3 separate regions of the Mus musculus genome follow, and regions 1 and 3 are each linked to region 2. A link is a contact called in public Hi-C data. All regions are on one chromosome and are shown on one strand. Each heading gives the region's core, a stretch centred on a gene start, on an enhancer-like site or on the middle of the called end of the contact. The rest is flanking DNA. Distances are from core to core; before and after follow the strand shown. Region 1 overlaps Cradd (CASP2 and RIPK1 domain containing adaptor with death domain). Region 2 overlaps Gm33377 (a long non-coding RNA gene). Region 3 overlaps Gm33897 (a long non-coding RNA gene).

Region 1 (3,957 bases), core at 199-2,698, 660 kb before region 2:
GGAGGAAGTGGCGGAAGAGGAAAGCTATGATCAGTTATTTGTAGGACTAGTGAGGGTGTGTGCATGAATGTACATAGAATGTATTCAATGCTTTTTATTTGAGGAGCTGCTGATAATAATTACTGTTAATTGACCTCTTTCCATTCAGGATATCATTCTTATCATAAGAAATTCACTTCTAGCCAAAATTTGGAACCTAAGAGCCAATATGGTCAGGGTAAAGTTAAAGATAGTGACTAAGCCTGACAAACCACATTGCTTTTTCAAACTTCAAGTACTTTGATTTTTTTCTGGCACAAGTATCTCTTGACTAAAAGACAGTTGGTGAACTAAACCACAGATTTCATTTTTCTGAATAACTAGAAAAAGAATGGGTGAAGCCCTCACTATTTCCAAAGAAGCAGAGACTCGAAGTCAGGATATGGTAGCATGAAATTCCAGATGAGCCAAAGTGAACCCCCACACAGTATTTAGGCCACGCCTGGCGGAGCTGTACTTCGAGCTGACCTCTTTGCTTCTGGGAGATGAGGAGGAGACAGGAGTGCCATTGGTTCCTGGGAGGGATCCTGCGCACTGTCTAACCAGAGGAGCTCTACAGGAGCCGCAGTCGTAAAGTGTTCCTCAAATGGGCTACAACTCTGTGGCCTTGGGTCAGCTTCCACAACATCCTTCGCTCGGGCAGCATCCATCTCCAGCTGCTTATGACTCTTCAAAGAAAACTCCAGTAGAGGGCAGAGCCACAGAGCGGTGGGGGAGACAGGAAGCGGCGCAGGCTCAGGCTCAGGGTGTTCCTTCCAAACAGTTCCGACTACTTTTATTTACTGTAAGATCTCTACTTAGAAAGCCCCACACGGGATTTGTGAAAGAGATAACAATAACAACAACAACGACGACGACAACGACAATATAATAACTTGGACTATCTTGGCTTTGTCTTTCTACAGTATTATTTTCTATAAACATCTCTCCTACAAAATTCCTTCCTGTCTAGAATGCTGAAGATACAGAGTTTTAGCCAAGTTCACCGAGGCATCTGACATAATGTGGGCAATCCAATGCTGTTTTCCAGCTGGGAGCTAGCAAGGACACGAGGTAATCCACGGAGCTCCTCTGACCAGCTCAGGCTGGCCTCTCAGTCTCCCTCCTCCCTCCCACCGACCTCCATCCTTATCCCTAGGAACTGGTGGTATACTTTAAAGTTTAAAACCTTTTTTTTTTAAAGTAAAATGTGTACTTGATATTTTAATTTTGGCTGTGTGCCTTAGTCATTTTCTATAATTTCCCAAGCCAATCAGTTCTTTCTGTCTCAAATTACCAACAAGTAACCGGCCTCACCCATTTTCCAATTCTTTCTGACTAGCGTAGGGCCTGCTGTATCGAGGCTGCGCACACTCAGTGAGTCTGGGGAAAGCAGTGCTGGCCTTGGCCTGAGCAGGCACCTCGCACTTTCTAGCTGACTCTAGTGACAAGCCAGCGACTCTGAAAACAAATGACCACGCCAGGCATTGCTCAGCTTCGGCTTGGAGGGAACACGCAGCTTCCTGGAAAAGTACTGAGGCACTTCTGGGAAGAAAGGACACTCTCTGTTGACACAGGGATTGGACAACAGGGGCTGGGTAGAAAAATAAAAAGGAATGGCCACCGTGGTCTCTGACATACAAGGAAGCCACAGAAGGAAGGAGTGGAGAGCCGTGGCCTCCGCTGTGAAGGGAGGCTGCAGGAAAGCGAGTCTTCAGTCTCATGGGGTCAATGACAAGGCCCAGTTCCCATGGTTCTCAGTGTCCTCACATGTCCTGCCTCCTCTGACTCCACACACGATGCTGAGAGTAAAACAATGTCCTTATTTTCTCAGGTTGCCGTCAGTGTGACGAGACACAGTGAGGAGGAAAGGCCCGTTTCACCTTTCGGTTCTCAGGATACTTTCATCACTGAGGGAAGCCAGGGCAGGGACTCTAGGTAGGAACCTAGAGGCAGGAACTGAAGCAGAGGTCAGAAAGGAATCCGGCTTACTGGCTTGCCCAGGACCACCTGCCCAGGGGTGTCACCACCCATAGTCACCTGGGCCCTCCCACATCAACCATTAATCAAGAAAATGACCCACGGACTTTCCCACAGGTTAATCTGATAGAGGCATTTTCTCTTTCTTTCTTTCTTTCTTTCTTTCTTTCTTTCTTCTTCTTCTTTTTTTTTTTTTTTTTTTTTTGGGTTTCTCGAGACAGGGTTTCTCGAGACAGGGTTTCTCTGTATAGCCCTGGCTGTCCTGGAACTCACTTTGTAGACCAGGCTGGCCTTAAACTCAGAAATCCTCCTGCCTTTGCCTCCCGAGTGCTGGGATTAAAGGTGTGCGCCACCATGCGCGGCTGGAGGCATTTTCTTAATCTGGGTTTCCCTTCCCAGATAACTCTGGCTTGCAATGAGTGACCAATATAAATCAAAACAAAACAACAACAACAACAACAAGTCCACCGTGGACGGTGAGAACTCTGGTTTCAGACAAGTCATGTGACTGCAGTGAGCAACTTGAGCCCAGAAAGCCTTATCTCTTTGAGATCTAGCCCGCCAGTCAAGGAACCAATAAGCTGAGGAAAATAGAGATCACATAGTGGGCCATTTATAGCTAGGGGCGACTCACATTCAGGACCTGCTGGAGTGGACACAGTTTTTATTTTCAATTTGATGTTAAAGAAAATGAAAATCAGATAACAGAGTCATCTTAGTTACTTGCAGGACTAGCAGAGCACATCCCACTTATACTTGTGAGATGTAGCCTCATTACTCCTAACAACGCTAAGCTTAACAAATACACATTTTAAAACTCCTTCTCATGGAGAAAGCACCCAGAATAATTTGCCAATTGAAAATAACTTTCAAAGGTGTCTGGGCATGTATATTTTCAATAGAGGACTCATCTTTCTTTTTTTTTTTTTTTCTTTTAAAGATTTATTTATTTTATGTATGCGAGTATACTGTTGATCTCTTCAGACACACCGAAACAGGGCATCGGATCCCTCCCATTACAGATGATTGTGAGCCACCATGTGGTTGCTGGGAATTGAACTCAGGACCTCTGGAAGAACAGTCAGTGTTCTTAACCACTGAGCCATCTCTCCAGCCCGAGGTCTCATCTTTCTAAAAATAGAAGCAGAGTAGTGTACTATGCTCCTTCCAGTGTTTCTGCATGTGACTGAAGAATATGTGAGGACAAATATGGTAGGCTGGATGGTAAGTGCACTGTCATACACTGTATTTACATGATTGTTATGGTTGTGCTCAATCTAGATCTGAACAAAGGAAGCCTTTGTATTGAACAAAAAGGGGGAAGGTTGTGGGTTGCACTGTTGCTGTTTGTATTATGATGTTAATTCTGCTTCCTCGGGAGGGGCTGCCCTCGAGGAGATCAGGTGATCTCACGTGAACCTTCTCCCCATTCTAACTGGTCAAATAAGGCTAGAGCCTGTGATTGGGCAGTGGAAGGCAAAGGTGAGATGGGAGGTCTTAGAGAGGAAGGAGGAGGAAGAGGGGGAGGAGGAAGAAGAGGAGGAGGAGGAGGAAGAAGAGGAGGAAGAGCAGGAGGAGGAGGAAGAAGAGGAGGAGGAGCAGGAGGAGGAGGAAGAAGAGGAGGAGGAGCAGGAGGAGCAGGAGGAGGAGGAGGAGCAGGAGGAGGAGGAGCAGGAGGAGGAGGAGCAGGAGGAGGAAGAGGAGGAGGAGGAAGAGGAGGAGGAGGAAGAGGAGGAAGAGGAGGAGCAGGAGGAGGAGCAGGAGGAGGAGGAGCAGGAGGAGGAGGAGGAGGAGGAAGAAGAGGAGGAGGAGGAAGAAGAGGAGGAGGAGGAGCAGGAGGAGGAGGAGCAGGAGGAGGAGGAGGAGCAGGAGGAGGAGGAGGAGGAAGAGGAGGAGAAGGAGGAAGAGGAGGAGGAGGAGGAGGAGGAGGAGGAGGAGGAGGAGGAAGCCAATATGGAG
Region 2 (4,029 bases), core at 485-2,984:
AAGGATTGTTGGCAGCACAGAGATCTCTCAGTCCTTTCTCAATACAGCCAAGTGCAGTGTACAAAAAGCAAGCAAGCAAACAAACAAACAAACAAACACTATATGCATTCTACAAACAGAATGTCCTACCTCAGTTCAGGGAAACAGATGTTTGCCATAGACCAGTAGAGCCTCAGGAGGGCGGGAAAATGCTGAGCAAAAGGATCCAGCCTAGAACTGACTCTGCTCTGAAGGGCTCTGTGGACGACCAGAATGTTCCTTCCTAAAATATGAAGGATTGTTGCACTGAAGATGCTAAAGAAAGATGCCAGACAGAAAGATGCTGTCTCACCTCCCTCTGTCCAAAAGCAAGACACAGAATTTTAGAAATAAAATCTGCCGTGCCTCCTATCCCTCCAGCATATATGCATTACCAAAGAGAACAAAGCTTAATGACCGGAGACACTGTGAAGTACCGTGTGCTAGCTCATGTCTGCAATCCCAGCATCTGCCAAATCTTCTCCAGAATACACATGGGGCCAGCCTGAGCTGCACGGGACCCTGTCTCAAAAACAAATGAACAGAATGAAGAAGAAGAAAAATACAGTTTGGAGAGGAATATGACCTTTATCTGACAGTTGTTTGCTTTCCCCTGTAACTTCTCATAGACACACAAAATCCTTTTCCTCTGAATCATTAAGTCTATTACAATGCACTTGTTTGTTGTTAAGGATGCTGAATAAACTGGAATTCAAAGTCATCTCTCTGAAAACAACTCATTCCATAGGTGTCCTCCGTGTATACATGAAGCAGACATGCAGGCAACACGCCTATAGCTCCAGAAACCGAGACAGGAGGATGGGTGTGGGTTCAAGGCTAGCCTGGGTTACCCAGTGAGAGTTGGTTCCAGACTAGCCAGTACTACATAGTCAGACCGTATCCCTGAAAGAAAAGAACAATAATCAATAGCTTCGGTCTGATCTCTTATTCTCTGAACTCTAAAAACACAAATCACAACAGCAGTGGTTTGAATATGCGCCTAGTTTTCATGTGTCAGAAACGTAGTGGTTTGAATGAGAATGGCCCACAGAGACTCATATATTTGAATGTTTAGTCCCCAGTTGGTGGAACTGTTTAGGAAGGATGGGTAGATGTAGCCTTATTGAAAGAAGTGTGTCACTGTGGTTGGGCTTGGGGTTTCAAACACCTACTGACATTCCCAATGCATTCTCTGCCTCCTACTTGTGGATTGAGAGACGTGAGCTTCAGCTGCCGCTCCAGCCACTTGCTGCCGTGCCTTTGCTTGTCCATCATAACTCTAACCCTCTAATTAAACTCTTTTTTTAATTTTTTTAAAAAATAAATTGCCAAGATAAATAAATAAATTAGCTAGCCTTGGCCTTGGTGTTTTGTCATAGCAACAGAAAAGTAACTAAGACAGTCGATGTACTTGGACATTTGATTCCCTGTAGTTATTGCTTGGGAGGAACCTTAAGGAGGTAGAGTGTTGCTAGAGGAAGTAGATCACTGGGGGCAAGCTTTGAGGTTTTCTAACCTGACGCCACTTCCTGTTCTTTCTGTTTCCTGAAATGTGATCTCTCTGGCTTTCTGATTTCTGGTTCCTGCGGTTCCTACTCCGGTGCCAGCCCCACCAAGGCGGCTTTCTGATTTCTGGTTCCTGCGGTTCCTACTCCGGTGCCAGCCCCACCAAGGCGGCTTGTACCCACTTAAGCAAAACCTTCCCTCCTCTAAGCTCAGGAACAGAAAGAAACCGATACAGTGCGTGGTGCAGCGGTGTGGAGCAGTGGGGATAACACACCCACTAACTGAGATCAGAAGATAGCGCAACTTACTCAAGGCTGAGGTAAATCAGCAGCTAACAGTGGCGAGGAGGATACAAAGCAAGGATAAAGATTCCTCAGTGTAGAGGGTCAAATTCCCCTGGACTGAACTGAAAGTAATCCTCCTGCCCCACCCCTCTGACTGCTGTGATTACTGGAGTGTGCGTCTGCACCCAGTTACTTTTTTTTTTTTTTTTTTTTTTTTAAGTTCCTGATACTTGGCATGCCTAAAGAGATCCACCCAACAGAACTGAACTAGACAAATCCAGACAAAGTAAGGGTAGTCTCACAGTTTAGCTCGCAGTTTTTAACTAATGACTCTGGACTTGTCCCTCTAACCTGCATCATTTCCTGAACCTCGATTTCATTTCCTGTGACCTGCTAGGCACCTTTAGTCAAATGTCCTACTGATACTCAAAACTCAGTACTGCTGCTTGGAAACACATCTGCCAGCGTTTCACCAGAAAGGCAAGGCAAGAAAGAGCACATACCTGCAGTCCTGGGCTGGGGAGACAGAGGTCTGAAAAATCACGGGCTTGAGACCAGCCTGGGCTCTATCAAGACGGTCATATGTATATGTAAATCTAGATGTATATGTATATCGTATATGTGTATCCTATATATATATATATATACTTGATCTCACGTCTAACCTTTACTAAACAGACTATATAAAAGCCTCTGTTTCCATGGTTATAAAATGTTGAGTGCTGTACATAACAGAAATACTGGAAGCTGGGCATGGTGGCGCATGCCTTTAATCTGAGCACTTGGGAGGCAGAGGCAGGTGGATTTCTGAGTTCGAGGCCAGCCTGGTCTACAGAATGAGTTCCAGGACAGCCAGGGCTACACAGAGAAACCCTGTCTCGAAAAAACAAACAAAGTACTAGGAAAATACTAGGAAAAGTAAGAAATGCAGTAGTATTGAATGCACAGCGTAGTATCCTTTTTTTTACAGTCCTTGCTTCGTGTTATTACCAAAAATGTAACATTTTTTTCTCATACCTTCCTTTTTCCTCCTCCCTTTTCCTTCCTTTCTTTCTGTCTGTCTTTTGCAATAGTATCATGAGGTCCAGGCTAGCCTCGACCTCCCTATATAGTTGAGGATGACCCTGAATTTCTGATTCCTTCCGCACCTCCTCCATGCTGGGATTTGAGCTGGACACCATGGCCCTCGGCAGCTCTTCTTTCTTGATCCTCAAATTCAACCAGTTGCTCAGTTGTGAGGGTCAAGACCCCACGCCCCCACCCACCCACCCCTGCATGCAGCATCCCCTGCCCTCAACTGCTTCTCCCTCTTGGTCCTGCCACAAAACAGAGGACAGTGGCTGATTATGACCTCCAGGTGCAAATACCTTGACTGCCACAAAGATAGTCTGTTCCCTGTCTCTCTCAGTTCCTCTCTCTTCCATTCCTGAGTTCTGAGAGCTCAGGATTCCTTCGGGTGGAACCATCTGGGTCCTATATCGTTCCAACCATTCCCCAGACAACACTGCAGTGATGTTACCGCGCTCGTTGACATGGGAGTCAGGTTCACTTTCCTGCAAGACTCCTTCCTTTGCAGCCCTGACATGCACATTTAATTTGTTGCCCCATTTAACACAATCCTCTGCTTTAACCCCAAAATACACAAAAGAGCACATTTCCTGCAGGGGACGGGGAACCAGTCAGCTAAACTGCTTTTGCTTTCCTAACCCCAAGGCGGTATGTCCATTGTTAGCTTCCGTTCGATTGTTTACGGAGGGGCTGAGGGTGTAAGAGGCTGAGAATATGTCTGTCCTAGTTCTGGGCTCTCCGTAGCTAGAATCCCTGTGATTTGCTTTCCCACAACTGTGCTGTTTGGGGGCATGCTCACAGATCAGCAACTGTGCGCTTTTGCCTCCTCTGCATTCAAAGCTCAATATCCACTGCAAGCAATTTCCCCAGCGGAGGGGGGTGGGGGGTGGGGGAGAAGCAATGAGCAGCTGGGTGGACGTTTTAGAGGTGATTTCATTTACCTTTATTTTAGACACAACTCTTCTTGGGCTATTTAAAATAAATAAAAATGTACGCTGTTTGAGTGGATCTTAATCGGCAACAGTCTTCAAAGATATTTCAGCCGTCTGAATGAGGGATGTGTCCCTCGCCCCATGAGGCAACCCATGCAATGCCTGTCTGAGAACCCCCACTCACTTTCTCTATGTGGGAAAGACCCAACGTTAAGAGTTTG
Region 3 (4,425 bases), core at 640-3,139, 840 kb after region 2:
TGCAAAAGAACGAAAGAAAGGAAGAAAGAAAGTGAGAAAGAAAGGAAGGAAGGAAGAAAACAGCTTGTCTTTGGTGAGATGAACTTTTTTTTTAAGATCTAGAAAATGGCTTTCCTTTTTTCTTTTTCTTTCTTTCCAGACTGGAAAAAAAAAAAAAAAAGAAAAAGTAAAAAAACCTATGAAATAGGAGTTTAAGTGCTCTGGAATCCAGTTTCAAAAGAGAACCTTTCATGGCATCCCAAGACATTTTGTTTTTACCCAGTTAGTTTAGGTGATTCAGGTTTTCTTTGGTCTCCTTCTAGTCCCCGTGAGAAAGACTGCTTCTCTGAACAGGATAAACCCATGTGACACTGTGAGGTTTTGCTTTGACTTCTCAGTCTTGTGCCCCAGTCTCACATTGGGTAATTGTCATCTGCCAGCCTGTGGTCGACAGTCTTTCTGATTCTGAAGTGGCCATCGTATGGAGTTGTTAGTCCTTAGAAATCACAGAGCCACAATGGGCAGGGTCCTGAGATCTAGTGTGAAGACTCTGTCAGGCCAGATTTAGCTCTCCTTAATGAGGATCTGCCTGCACTCACTGTCTTTACCACAGCCCCAGGGGTGAATAATTTCCTTTATTTTTTCTATAAGGAGTGCGGGGTGGGGACGGGTATCAGCGGGAGCCTTCGGGTGTCTTAAGCAGTCAGAGGTCACATGTCCTGCTTGTGATTTGCTAGGTCAGCTGAGGCGGGCTTGTGATGCTTTTGTAGTTAGCTCTTCTGTGTCTTGAAAGAATGGATATGCAGACAAGGCTTCTGTGGGATGGGATGTGCTATTGGGTCGGATAAGGGAGGTGTGCCCTTGAGAGCTCCTCTAAAAGGAAAAAAAAAATTGGCTAGAAAGATAGTAGGAGGTCTTTGTGGTGAGATAGCATGGGTGGAGGGGGTATATTCCAGCTATTTCAGAAGTTTGCGGGTGACTGCTCAGGTGGCTTGTGGGGACAGTTTTTGTTTGTTTGTTTGTTTTTAAAACCAAGCCTGTGAAGCTGGGGATGTAGTTCAATAGGTAGAAAGCTTGCTTAGCTTAGCATGAATGAAGCCCTGGTTAGTATCCCTACTACGGCGTTAAACTGAGCGTGGTCCCGTGTGCCTTTAATGCTATTTAATTCCTATACTTAGGTGTTGGAGGAAGGAGAATCTGCACACACAGATTCATCTTCTATACATACCAGCCTGGATTACCAAAATGAAACAACGAGAAATTGGGAGAACATAGTGAGCAAGTGGGCTACACAACAAAAAGGTCAAATGCCCCGCGCTGTACTTCAGAACACGGATGGCCAGTCTCCCTTGTTAGTTCTGGTCTCGTGCTCAATTTGGGCCATAGTAAACACGGGAAGGCACACACAGCCAATCCTAGAAGGTGCAGAGGTTAGCACACTCTGGCTTTGTCTCTTCATGATCCAGATGGCACCAGATCTCCCAGAGCTGCCATGCTTTTAGAAATATTCCCAGAAATTATTACGAGTTTATGAAGGATGACAAAACCTCTTCAACTTCCGATGCAAACACATTTGCGACAGAAAATGGATTAACTTCTGATTCCTGTATGTTCAAACCCTAGTTCAGCTTTTTCATCCACCTGGGCATAACAGTGGGGCCGAGTTTTTCCTCCTCCTGATGTCCTTTGTTCCCTCCTTTCTATTTCCTTCACTTGTTTCAAACTACGGGCAAGAACCAGTCTCTTCATGCATGTGAATTTCCCACTGGCAGGATCCCAATGCTCAGATTCACTGTTTCCCCAATGAGACTCATTCTCTGCTCAGCGTGTGATAGAAGCGCCTGGTCCTGCTTTAGCCCTGCCTGGGCCTGTCCTAGCAGCTTGTACAAATGTAAACACAGGCACTACAACTGTGGCTCACTGTGGAGGGCGGGGCTAGGGGCCAGGGTCCAAGACACGCCCAGAAATGCTCTCCCTCCCTTCGGGTTGCTCCTCCCACAGCCTGCTTGTTTCCAGAGCTTTACAGTGGAGCCACAAAACAGGAGGGTTCTATGGGGGTAAAAATCCGCCTGTTCTGGGCTGTGGCAATTTGCAAGTCCGTGGTATTCGTCCCTTTAACAACTTCCTGCAATGACATTTCTGTCAGGATGATGGGCAAATATGTGGTCAAGGCTTTAAATGCCAGATCCACACAGTTCATTGTTTTTACTAGCTCGCCTCCAGGAGTGGACCTTGATACCCACAAGAAGAATTTAATTAATTAGGCTGTGCTATGTATCTGAGTGCTTTTCCACATTTCTCTATTGTCTCATTTGCAACAAAGGTGCAAATCGCGGCCTTTGACATTTCCGCTGGAAGGAGCTCTCTCAGAGAACTTCATGAAACCAACCTCACCACTCTGGAACCGTGCAAGGAAAACCAGTGTTTTAAAACCATGGTAGACTTGAACACGTACTTCCCTTGCATGACATGAAACACAGAGACAACATACTTACATGGTTCAGGCCAATGAGAACAAATTCCTATCTGTCAAAACCACACAGGCAAACAAGAAGAGCCAGCCCACAAGTTGTCTTTAGTGTGACCGGAGGAACAACAGTATTTTACTCTAGTCTGTATAGTAAAAGTTACTCTTAAAACTCAGTATCACCAGACACTATGGTTTGGACATTGCTGTCTCTGGTCCTTTAAAGAAGGCTAAGGAAAGGTTCTCCATTCTCTTTTAGAAAAGATGAGATAATATTGGATTGCATGGATATCTGCTTAGACACATAGCCACTTTCTGAAAAGAAGAGAAGAGAAGAAAAGAAAGAGGGTATCAGGTTATGTCTTCTTGTGGGAAGTGCTCGTGTCCCACTTTCTGTGGCTTCGGCTGGGCTCTAGTCCCAGGATGCTCTCTCCATATCCGGGCCTCTTGCTCATGCGCTCCCCAGTTCTTTCTTGTCCATAGTGAGAGACTCAGGGCTGGATCCATCCACAGGGAGCTTTGATGAGAGGCAGGTTTTACATCTTTGAGAATGTCTGCTAGGATTGTTTTGGAACCTGTTGAAGAATGAGGCGAAACAACAAAACAGAGCCACAAGGTAAAAGACGGGAGCCAGAACACACAGGGTGAGCATCCAGTCTTGAGACTACATTTAAAGTCCCAGATCCGCATGCGGCTAAATTCAACTTGTTTCTGGCGTTTGCGCCTAACCCGTAGCAGCCATTTCTTTGTCGCAGGCAGTTTTAGTTGGGTCTGTTTCATTTATAGCCGCTCAGTCTGATTACTAGCCCGGGTGATAGATAGAGCACCTTCTCATTTAAGTTTCACAAAACTCCTTTTACAGAACGGAAGCAGGTTAAGAAAGGGGCAGGCACATGCATGAAGGTCCTTCTAGGAAGAGCAGCAGATCTAGGTCTCAAACTCATTTATGCTTTATTCTAAAATTCCAGGCTCAGCCTACGGGAGTCAGCTAAGCCAGGCCGTTCAGTAACAGCCAGCAGCTTGCATAGCTTGAAGGGTAATTCATTAATTCTTCGAGTGTTTCTCGAAATGCGTTTTGATCTTATTTGCCTGGTCTCCTATCTCTTTTCAGACCAGTCCTCAATTCCCTACCCACGGACACTTTTTTTTTTTTTTTTAATTTTATCTATCAGGACCAATTTGTGCTGTCCAAATAGTCTTGGATATCTGGAGAGTAGCCACTGGAGAGTGGACTACTTTAGGGGGCGGGGTTGGGGGGGGGGAGGGCGCTACATTCTTAAAGAAAAGGACTCTGTTTTCAGGTTTCAACAGCAGTTGACAGACAGTTGCACTGCTGGTCCCAAATGGTTTATTACTAAGCATACTCAGTCTTAGGGGCGGAGTCCTCTCTGCCCCTTCTTCCCCAGCAGGCGCCTTCTCTCCTCTTTCTGGTCTACATTCTGAGTAGCAGGCATTTTAAACAGAAGTTTCCTCAGTAGCTTTTGCCTCCTCAGGATACCTGTCATCTACGGAGGAGGAAACTCCATCGTTAGTACCAATCGTTAGGCTGGGGACTCCACAGATCAGGCTTGGGGACAAGAGTGTGGTCTATAAACCCGATTGAAGAGGTTTTTATTTTCCATGATAAAGTGCAAACAAGGAGACATTAGCTTGACCCCGTTCCCTCCCTGGGTGTGTGCAAGTTTTATAGAGCACAGAGTTCTGTCTTGAAAATGGAAGAGAAGAAGGTAAACACTAGCCTGGGAACTGAGGTGCTGGCTCCAGCTGGGAGGTCAGCTGTGCACCCATGACACCCGAAAGCTGTGATGTGGTAGATAACAACCCCCCACTGCCTGCCACAGCTGAGCTCCTCCCAAGAAGGTGCAGCTCAGCTCCGTGAGACCCAGGAAATGGGTCACTCAGCCACCTTCTTTGTCCCTCTCAGCCTCTTGTTGAAATCCTTGGGGGATGTTTTTGAGAGAGTAAGACGTTCCTTGGAG

Evidence for each region. Hi-C and Micro-C count contacts between places; a contact is called where the count stands out from the background.
Region 1: a Hi-C map of embryonic stem cells shows a contact between it and region 2, with 1.9 times the contacts expected there. The contact joins two enhancer-like sites. A contact is called at or near these places in 1 of 484 Hi-C or Micro-C datasets (embryonic stem cells) and 1 of 115 datasets of contacts at active chromatin or transcription factors (embryonic stem cells).
Region 3: a Hi-C map of embryonic stem cells shows a contact between it and region 2, with 3 times the contacts expected there. The contact joins two enhancer-like sites. A contact is called at or near these places in 2 of 484 Hi-C or Micro-C datasets (both in embryonic stem cells).

Annotation. Positions count from the first base shown.
Region 1 is chr10:95,217,418-95,221,374 of GRCm38.p6, forward strand. The region is part of intron 2 of Cradd (CASP2 and RIPK1 domain containing adaptor with death domain); the gene reads right to left. Among named protein-coding and RNA genes, the nearest start is that of Gm29684, 74 kb to the left of the region's middle. Within about 2 kb of position 1,449, at least 52 of the 459 cell types and tissues checked have an H3K27ac peak or open chromatin away from gene starts, as enhancers often do. A contact at or near this core is called in embryonic stem cells, where this site is marked.
Region 2 is chr10:95,878,592-95,882,620 of GRCm38.p6, forward strand. The region is part of intron 3 of Gm33377 (a long non-coding RNA gene); the gene reads left to right. Among named protein-coding and RNA genes, the nearest start is that of Gm24433, 18 kb to the right of the region's middle. Within about 2 kb of position 1,735, at least 88 of the 459 cell types and tissues checked have an H3K27ac peak or open chromatin away from gene starts, as enhancers often do. A contact at or near this core is called in embryonic stem cells, where this site is marked.
Region 3 is chr10:96,720,787-96,725,211 of GRCm38.p6, forward strand. All of the region lies in intron 2 of Gm33897 (a long non-coding RNA gene), which reads left to right. Among named protein-coding and RNA genes, the nearest start is that of Gm33897, 7.2 kb to the left of the region's middle. Within about 2 kb of position 1,890, at least 146 of the 459 cell types and tissues checked have an H3K27ac peak or open chromatin away from gene starts, as enhancers often do. A contact at or near this core is called in embryonic stem cells, where this site is marked.